Linked DNA regions of Callithrix jacchus: region 2 is linked to region 1. Evidence: chromatin contacts called from public Hi-C data. All regions are on one chromosome and are shown on one strand. Each heading gives the region's core, a stretch centred on a gene start, on an enhancer-like site or on the middle of the called end of the contact. The rest is flanking DNA. Distances are from core to core; before and after follow the strand shown. Region 1 holds the start of LAMTOR3 (late endosomal/lysosomal adaptor, MAPK and MTOR activator 3). Region 2 holds the start of MTTP (microsomal triglyceride transfer protein).

Region 1 (4,082 bases), core at 553-3,052:
TTTTGTTGTCTAGCCTGGAGTGCAATGGCACAGTCTCGGCTCACTGCTACCTCCACCTCCTGGGTTCAAGCGATTTTCCTGCCTCAGCCTCCCGAGTAACTGAGATTACAGGTGCCCACCATCACACCCAGCTAAGTTTTTGTATTTTTAGTAGAGACGGGGTTTTACCATGTTGGCCAGGCTGGTCTCGAACTCCTGACCTCAGGTGATCTGCCCAAAGTGCTGGTATTACAGGCGTAAGTCACCATGCCTGACCCAGTCTTACAGAATATAAGATAAATGGCAATGTGTGTCAAGTGTTTAACACGAAACACAGTTAAGACTAAAGAAATAGAAGACTACTTTATTTTTCTAAGCTGGTGCTCACTGCAACTTCCAACTTCTGGGCTCAAGCAATCCTCCCACTTCACTTCCGGCATAGCTGGGACTATAGGGGCATCAATGCGCCTGGCTAATTTTAAATTTTATTTTTGTAGAATGGGGTCTTGCTATGTTGCCCAGGCAGGTCTTGAACTCGCAGCCTCAAGCAATCCTTCCACCTCGGCCTCCCAAAGTGCTGCGATTACAGACTAAGCCACAGCACTGGCCATAAGACTATTTTATATTGTCTTGTTACACTCTCATCCCAGGAATTTCATTGGCAATTTAGGTATCAATTTTGACCTCACATGGATTAATTAGAAGTCCGTTGTTTTGTGCCTCCAACACTTAATATTCTCCAAACCCAAATGATCATTCTATTTCATGTTATGACTATCAGCTTACTTTAGCTTTCATTCATCACACACACACACACACACACACACACACACACACACACAGAGAGAGAGAGAGAGAGAGAGAGAGAGAGAGAGAGAGAGAGAGAGAGAGAGAGAGAAAGAGAGAGAGAACTCACCATGTTTCTAAAGAGGCATGGGTTAGAAATCACATCCTAAATTGCTGCAATAAACCTAATGAGATATTGTTACCACTTACGGGAAAAAAAGGATTCTGGGTACATGTCCCACTGACCACATACTGATGAGACAGGCAGCAAACCACCATTCAGAATTTCAAACGGTAAATATACAGAGCCTCTCTTATGCCCCAACTGGACTGGGGAGTAGGGAGAATAGAATTTTCTGTCTCAAGCACCTTAATGTCCTCCACCCACATTCGAGGCAGAAACTCAGGATCCTGCAAATTCATTCATATTAGTCTCCCACTCCAGTTACCAGAGAAAAACTGGGGTGGGTGGGGATGGGAGAATCAAAACAAATTTCTACTTGGGAAGCTCTACCTCTCCCCGCTCAGTATTCCCCTCCAAATTCCCCACCCTCCCCTTCCTCTTATGTGGGGGTGTCACTCACATCCGCCATGATGAACCCCCTTCTCTCGCAGGATCAATCTCCACGCCTGGAAGAGAAACTCCCGGTGACTCTTCCCTCTTGGCTTCCTCGTCCTCTCTACCCCCAACTTAATGAGAGAGATCAGGCCTGGACAGAACCAGGCAAAACTCCGGCTTGGCCCATCGAGTTCAGTGGGAGTCGGAGTGCCCCAACTCCGCCACGGGTACTCAGCCGGCACGCCTTACCTCACCCCACCCCATCCCTGCCCCTTCACCAGAAAGAGCTAGGCCCAAAGAAAAGAAGAGAGGGTCCTCCCCTTCTGTTTAGAATCACCACCCGCGCCACTCCCGGGACTAGACCTCAAAACCGGGCAAAGCAGCGCCAGTTACCTGGGGTTTCTACGCTGCCTGGTTCTCTCCACTGTCACTTCAGGGACGCTTTAAAGACCGGTTCCTCCTCAAGCCACTGTCACATGATTCGTGACCTCTTCTGTGCCCCAGGAAGCACTAGCTACGCAGTCGCCCCGTAATACGGGATTTCCGGAGGAGCCGGGCGGAAGCTGCGAGCGTGCTGGGCCCGACGGGCCTCGCCCCTCCCCCGCCCACCGCGGACCGCGTCTTGAGCCTGCGCCTTGTGTCACAGGCCGAAGGACGTCAGCTGTGGGGTAGGGAATTTGTACGAGATCGCTGGACTCTAAGAACCCCAGGAAATGCAAGCAAGGCTATGTGTTACAAGGCATTCTTGCGGAGAGGGTTTATAAATGTCATTAGTTTTTCAGGGTCCATTATCTTAAAACCTTTTCTTGTAGATGAAATTTGAGGGGATGGTGTGATGAGCTGAGCAGCAAGCCCCTTCTACATCAGAATTTAAAAAAATTAGTAAGGTCTCATGTAGCACTTTGGGAGTCCAAGGCAGGACGATTCTTTGAGCCCAGGAGTTCTAAACCAGCTTGGAAGGGAGGATCCCGTTTCTACCCCAAAAAAGAATTAGCCTTAGGTGATGTGCGGCCAGGAGGTACTCCGGAGGCTGAGGCAAACAGATCACTTGAGCCCAGGGTTTGAAGCTGCACTGAGTGGTGATCGCCCCACTGAACTCCAGCTTAAGTGACAGAGCGAGACCCTCAAAAGAAAAGCTTCTTTAGAAATCACATTCTCTTTCAGCTACCACCGTTTTTCCGCTACTCCGTTTCACAGCCAATTTTTCAGAAAATTTTAGCCTGGTTTTTAATTGCTGCCTCCATATGTCCCAAATCCAAAGAGAGTTCTGTTGATTCTACCTCCTGAGTATCTTTGAAAACTATTCACCTAACTATATTCCTACCTTAGTCCAAGCCATGATCATCTCTCTTTTGACAATAACCTCCTATCTTTCTTACATTTTCTTTTGCCCTCCAGTCTCCATATAGCAACTAAAATGATGTTCTAAAATCCCAAATCAGATCATGGAACTCCTTCCTTGAAAATCAATTTTGTTGACTTAGAATAAAGATCAATGTCAGCATCATGGTTTATATATCATTCTATGGGGATCTGGCCCCTATCTTAATTCTCTCATTTACCGTGGATCCCTTATGCTATGATCACCCAAGTTTGTTTTCACTTCCATAAAGATTTTTATCACTTTACCAGCTTAGCACATTCTGCCTTACTCCTACTAATCTCACTTTTGAGTGTCAGCTTAAACTCACTCTCAGAGAAGTCTTCCCTGACCCTCACTGAATAGTTTAGATCTTCTAGATAAATGCTCTCATTGTACCCTGTAATTTTCTTTGTAGCATTTATTATAATTATAATTATTTATTTGATATTTATTTTCATTGCTAGATGTAAACTCTTTCAGGTTTTTGTCTTATTCAATGATTAATTCCCAGCATTCAGTTCAATGCCTGGGATATAGCAAGCATTGACACCCTTGTTAAATAGCTAAATGAATGAAAGAGTGGCCATATTAAGAGTATAAAACATGATTTAAAAAAAACCAAACATTTTACAGTGAGAACAGACCTTCTTTTTATTAATATATTGAGATAAACTACAGAGACTGAAAGACAAAAATTTGTATTTCATTCAGCAGAACATTCATTAAAAATCAAATGCATTTGAGTTCTCACAGAAAATTTTATGTAAGTCTGATATAACATTAAATATTTTACAAATCAGACATTTCATTTTTAAATCTAATTTATGATCCTGAATACATTATAGACAAAGTAAGCTCTCCTTTACCAGTTTCATTTAACTTAAAACAAGGCTTCCATTAAAATTCCATCAAACCTTAAAAATTACCTGCAGCTTTTAAAAACGCATAAAGTAAATGGAAGGAGTGTTATGTAGCAATCCAAAAACCAAAAGCAGAAATTGGCAAGAAGCATTTCTTAATACAGATAAACTGCAAAATATCATTTATGTGTGTTTTCTTCTCATTGGTTGAACTGTCCTATTCAAAATAATTATTTTTGAAACTAATAATTACAATACTCCAATGTCATTGAAAATCTCTATGATTTTAATGGTGTACTTAAATGGCAAAGTAGACTATCAGATTGAAATGTACAGAATCTTGTGCTGAAGTGAATGAGACTTGCTCACATCTATGCCAGGTGTCATCTGCTATGCAGTTATGAGACATCTTGGCAACTGGTCATCCCAAATTTTACTAACTTACTAAACAAGGACATTTCAAGAAATACTTCTTACCCCTATATGCTTCCAGATGGCTGGATATAGAAAGATACAATTATGTTTGAAGCATGGG
Region 2 (3,914 bases), core at 576-3,075, 290 kb before region 1:
CACAAATATATCTACTAACTCACACTGTCTACATTATACAATAAATATAATGTATATCTACACTGCACTATGTACTAACATGTTCAGATTACCTGTTAAGCAAAACATAGCACTTTATTAGGTATACTTGCTTTCTAATTGTTTTAGTTTGGGCAATAATTTGTAAAATTCTATAGTAGAATTTTGCATTCCTTTCTTACATGCAGTGATGCTCACAGTACATTTTTATTCATTCAACCAAGTTCACCAAATGTTCGAGAACGTATTTTATATCAACTATAAAAATATTTGTGTGAGGCCGGGCGCAGTGGTTCAAGCCTATATTCCTAGCATTTTGGGAGGCTGAGGTGGGCAGATGGTCTGAGGTCAGGCGCTCGAGACCAGGCTGACAAACATGGCAAAACCCTGTCTACTAAAAATACAAAAATTAGCCAGGTGTGGTGGTGGACGCCTCTAATCCCAGCTACTTGGGAGGCTGAGGCAGAAGAACCGCTTGAACCTAGGAGGCGGAGGTTGCAGTGTGACAAGATCGCACCCACTGCACTCCAGCTTGGGTGACAGATCAAGACTCCATCTCCCAAAAAAAAAAAAATATATATATATATATATATATATATACAATTTCACACAAATATATGTATATATGTGTGAAATTTCACTTAGCATAAAATTTTTAAAATCACTGGGGTTCATTTGCAGATACGGGTTATCAGGTGGGCTTACAAACTATCTCAATCTTCCTTGTATTTCCGTATCTTACCACAGCTTAAGGCAAGGAGGATACATCCTAAATCAATGAAGACTAAAAGAAAAAAAAGTTTTTAAAAACTGCATAAGTTTTGAATTGGGATAAACAATCGTGGTAATTTATGACAGTCTCCCTTCCGGAAAAATCTGAACGAACGTGGGAATAATGCAGAATGAAATTAATGACTTGATAGTGACACTTTTTTTTTTTTTGAGATGGAGTTTCGCTTTGTTGACCAGCTTGGAGTGCAATGGCGCAATCTCGGCTCATTGCAACCTCCCCCTCCCTGGTTCAAGCAATTCTGCTTCAGCCTCTCAAGTAGCTGGGATTACAGGCATTCGCCACCACGCCCGTCTAATTTTGCATTTTTACTAAAGACAGAGTTTCACCCTGTTGGTCAAGCTGGTCTCGAACTCCTGACCTCAGGTGATCCATCCGCCTTGGCCTCCCAAAGTGTCGGAATTACCGGCCTGAGCCACCGCGCCTGGCCAGTAATGCCCTTTTTAAAGACCTGCTGGCTAAACGTGGAGCAGCGAAAAGCCCTTTGTTAACTTCAGTTGTCAAGCCTTTTGGGCAGAGGAGATTCTTTCAGAAAATGACAAGTAACTTGTCTTTATATCTCTAGAAAAATCCCCAAATTGAATATATGTCAGTGAAATCAAGTAACACTTCGATCTTTTCACGGCACCTGCAGCAACTTCCCCTCAGGCTCTCTACATTTCAGAGGGTTCAGCCACGTCACCCCTCCCAGGAAAAACGAGGTAAGACAGCTTTGTAAAGCCTACGGTGTCTAGCCACGAAGTGGCAGGGCCAAAACACGCTTTCCGGCCCTTTAGAGTATAGATTTCCCTCTCATTCTTTGCAAACTCACTTTTCACATACTACGGGCCAACGGCAACCCCAAAACACACGCCGACTGAAAGGGCCCCACCGTGTGGGCGGAGCGTCGCCCACAGTCTTCTAGGCTTCCCGCCAGCGAACGCACTCCAGAGGCGGGATTAAGCTGCCGCTGGCGAACCAGAGAGCAGCTGAGTAGGCCGCGGGGGGCGCCTATCATCAACGTCATTTCCTTCAGCACCAGCACCGCAGGCAACCACTTCCATACCACCGCTCCACTCTCCCCCGGAAGCCCTTGTTGCTAGTCGAAGGCTGCATAGCACGCCCAGGTTAGCGCCCGAACAATACCAAAGTGAGGGCGAGCGCCATCCAGTGCCAGGACACTTACCGATATGAAGAGTTTACAGGGAAGTGAAAGCTAAGAAAAAAAGCCTTCCTGGATTGGCCTGGTTACCGCTCCTGCTTCCTTCCACAGAAACTTCAATTCCCAGAGGCAGGGGCGGTAGTTACACAGTGGAGGCTACGGCGGGTGCGTCTTACGTTATCTAACTGCGCCAATTTAGAACCCGCAATGGGAGAAAGGGGAGGGGTTTAAGCGGGGCGGGGTCCGGAGTTAGGGTTTTGGGAGTGTGATGTAGTTAGTTACAGTGACGTCTGTTTTTTCCAGTTCAAGAAGTTAAGTGTGTACCTGCACACGTGCATTCATTCATATATTCTTGTGGTGATTGGGTGGAGGAATTAAGATAGTCCCACTGTTAAAAATGCAAAACATCAAAGAAAGGCTCATAATTTTTCTGTGTTGAAAATGAGAGAAAAACATCTCTTGCCTAAATTATTTTTAATTTATACAGAAAATTACCATATCACATGATTTTACATAAGTGGAAAATTAAATTCAAAAAGTGAGTCAGATTCACAATAAAATGCATTTAAATTTAGAATCTGTAAGCCTTTTTTATGGCTCAAGTAAAATAGCCATAGCTTTACTCTTTATTCATTCCTTTAACTATTTTTCTTATGCTGTTTTGCAAAACATCAGATGACATTTCATTGTTTATAATATTTGACCTTATATAATCTTTTTTCTATATATAGACTCTGTCAACAGAGAGAAGTGAAACACAATCCCATAGATTGTCATTTTCTATTTAGCTTTTTTCCCTCTTCTTCTAATAGGTAATTATTGCAGAATTTGAAGATGAGAATGAGGTTTGCATCTTTGAATAGAAGACTGGCTTCTCAGTATAGAAAGAATTTTAAAGTAAATTATCCTTGATGCTTGAAGATATTTGAACATGTTTAAATGCTTCAATGAATAGAAAATTAAATTCAGAGTTTGAGGTTCTCTAAAAGAGCTGAAATGTCTTTGTCTTTAGTTACAAAGCTAGAGTCATTCTCACCATAAGCCTTTAAATTTTACTTGAAACACTGTGTCAGATATAACACTGTTCTGAGTCCCTCTTTGTTTCTTCCTCATCTCAAACCTAAAAGATCTTTCTTAACTGAGCCCTAGCAAAAAAGTCTGGATCTACTTCTGATCTGTTAGTAGGGCATCTTTTTTCAGCTGCCTCCATATCAGGGCAAAGAGTAGCTGAGGGAGGATTAGTAATTGGATATGTAGCCCTTCACATGTAGGTCATTAAATTCAGGCTGGCAAAGTGATGTACCAAATCTTTCCACAGCTGTTCAGTTGCTCCTATGGGATCTGTTTTATAAATAATAATACATTTTTTTCAGAGTTAATACATGGCATCCTTAGATAGTTTAAGCCAAGTTTTAAAGCAAAAAACAAAAACAAAAAAAACCTTTATATTTTAGTAAAGAAGCCAATACATTCATTTTCTTTTGTCCTAAACATTTAACTTTGTAGTCATTTGGTGCAAAATCTAAAATGACTCTAGTGTCAGTCCAAAGAAGTCAATTTGACAAAAAAATGAAACATGGAAAGTTTAAGAAGGTGAAATCATATGAAACAGAATTTTCATTGATTTGTAAAATTCATGTGTTTATTTGACACATTTATCAAGTTCTATGCTTTTCGTCGTCATAATGGTGATACAGAAATGACTAAATCATGCTCTGTGTCCTCAAGAAATCCCTAATCTAGTAGGGGAGCCAGCAGTAAATAAAAAGCATATAACATGTACTTGAGATGCTTGTACTTTGAAAGAAACAACTAATTGCTCCTTGAGGCACAGGACATAGTTTTGGAGATTGAATAATTTTGTTTCATCTTGGAAAGTAAGTAGGAGTTTTACAGGTGTCTCAAAGTAAAAAAGTTTAGGATATTGGGAACAGTGAAAGCAGAGACCTGAGCATGTCATAGATT

Evidence for each region. Hi-C and Micro-C count contacts between places; a contact is called where the count stands out from the background.
Region 2: a Hi-C map of skeletal muscle shows a contact between it and region 1, with 2.7 times the contacts expected there. The contact joins the promoter of MTTP here to the promoter of LAMTOR3 in region 1. A contact is called at or near these places in 2 of 3 Hi-C or Micro-C datasets (both in skeletal muscle).

What each region holds. Positions count from the first base shown.
Region 1 is chr3:97,477,894-97,481,975 of calJac240_pri, reverse strand. LAMTOR3 (late endosomal/lysosomal adaptor, MAPK and MTOR activator 3) reads right to left here and starts at 1,802. Exons shown (of 7, transcript XM_002745555.7): 1 at 1,718-1,802; 2 at 1,350-1,395. The coding sequence starts at 1,358. DNAJB14 (DnaJ heat shock protein family (Hsp40) member B14) reads right to left here. Exons shown (of 9, transcript XM_078366772.1): 9 at 3,313-4,082.
Region 2 is chr3:97,767,696-97,771,609 of calJac240_pri, reverse strand. It overlaps MTTP (microsomal triglyceride transfer protein), which reads left to right and starts at 1,825. Exons shown (of 19, transcript XM_078366775.1): 1 at 1,825-2,114. TRMT10A (tRNA methyltransferase 10A) reads right to left here and starts at 2,118. Exons shown (of 9, transcript XM_078366777.1): 1 at 1,974-2,118.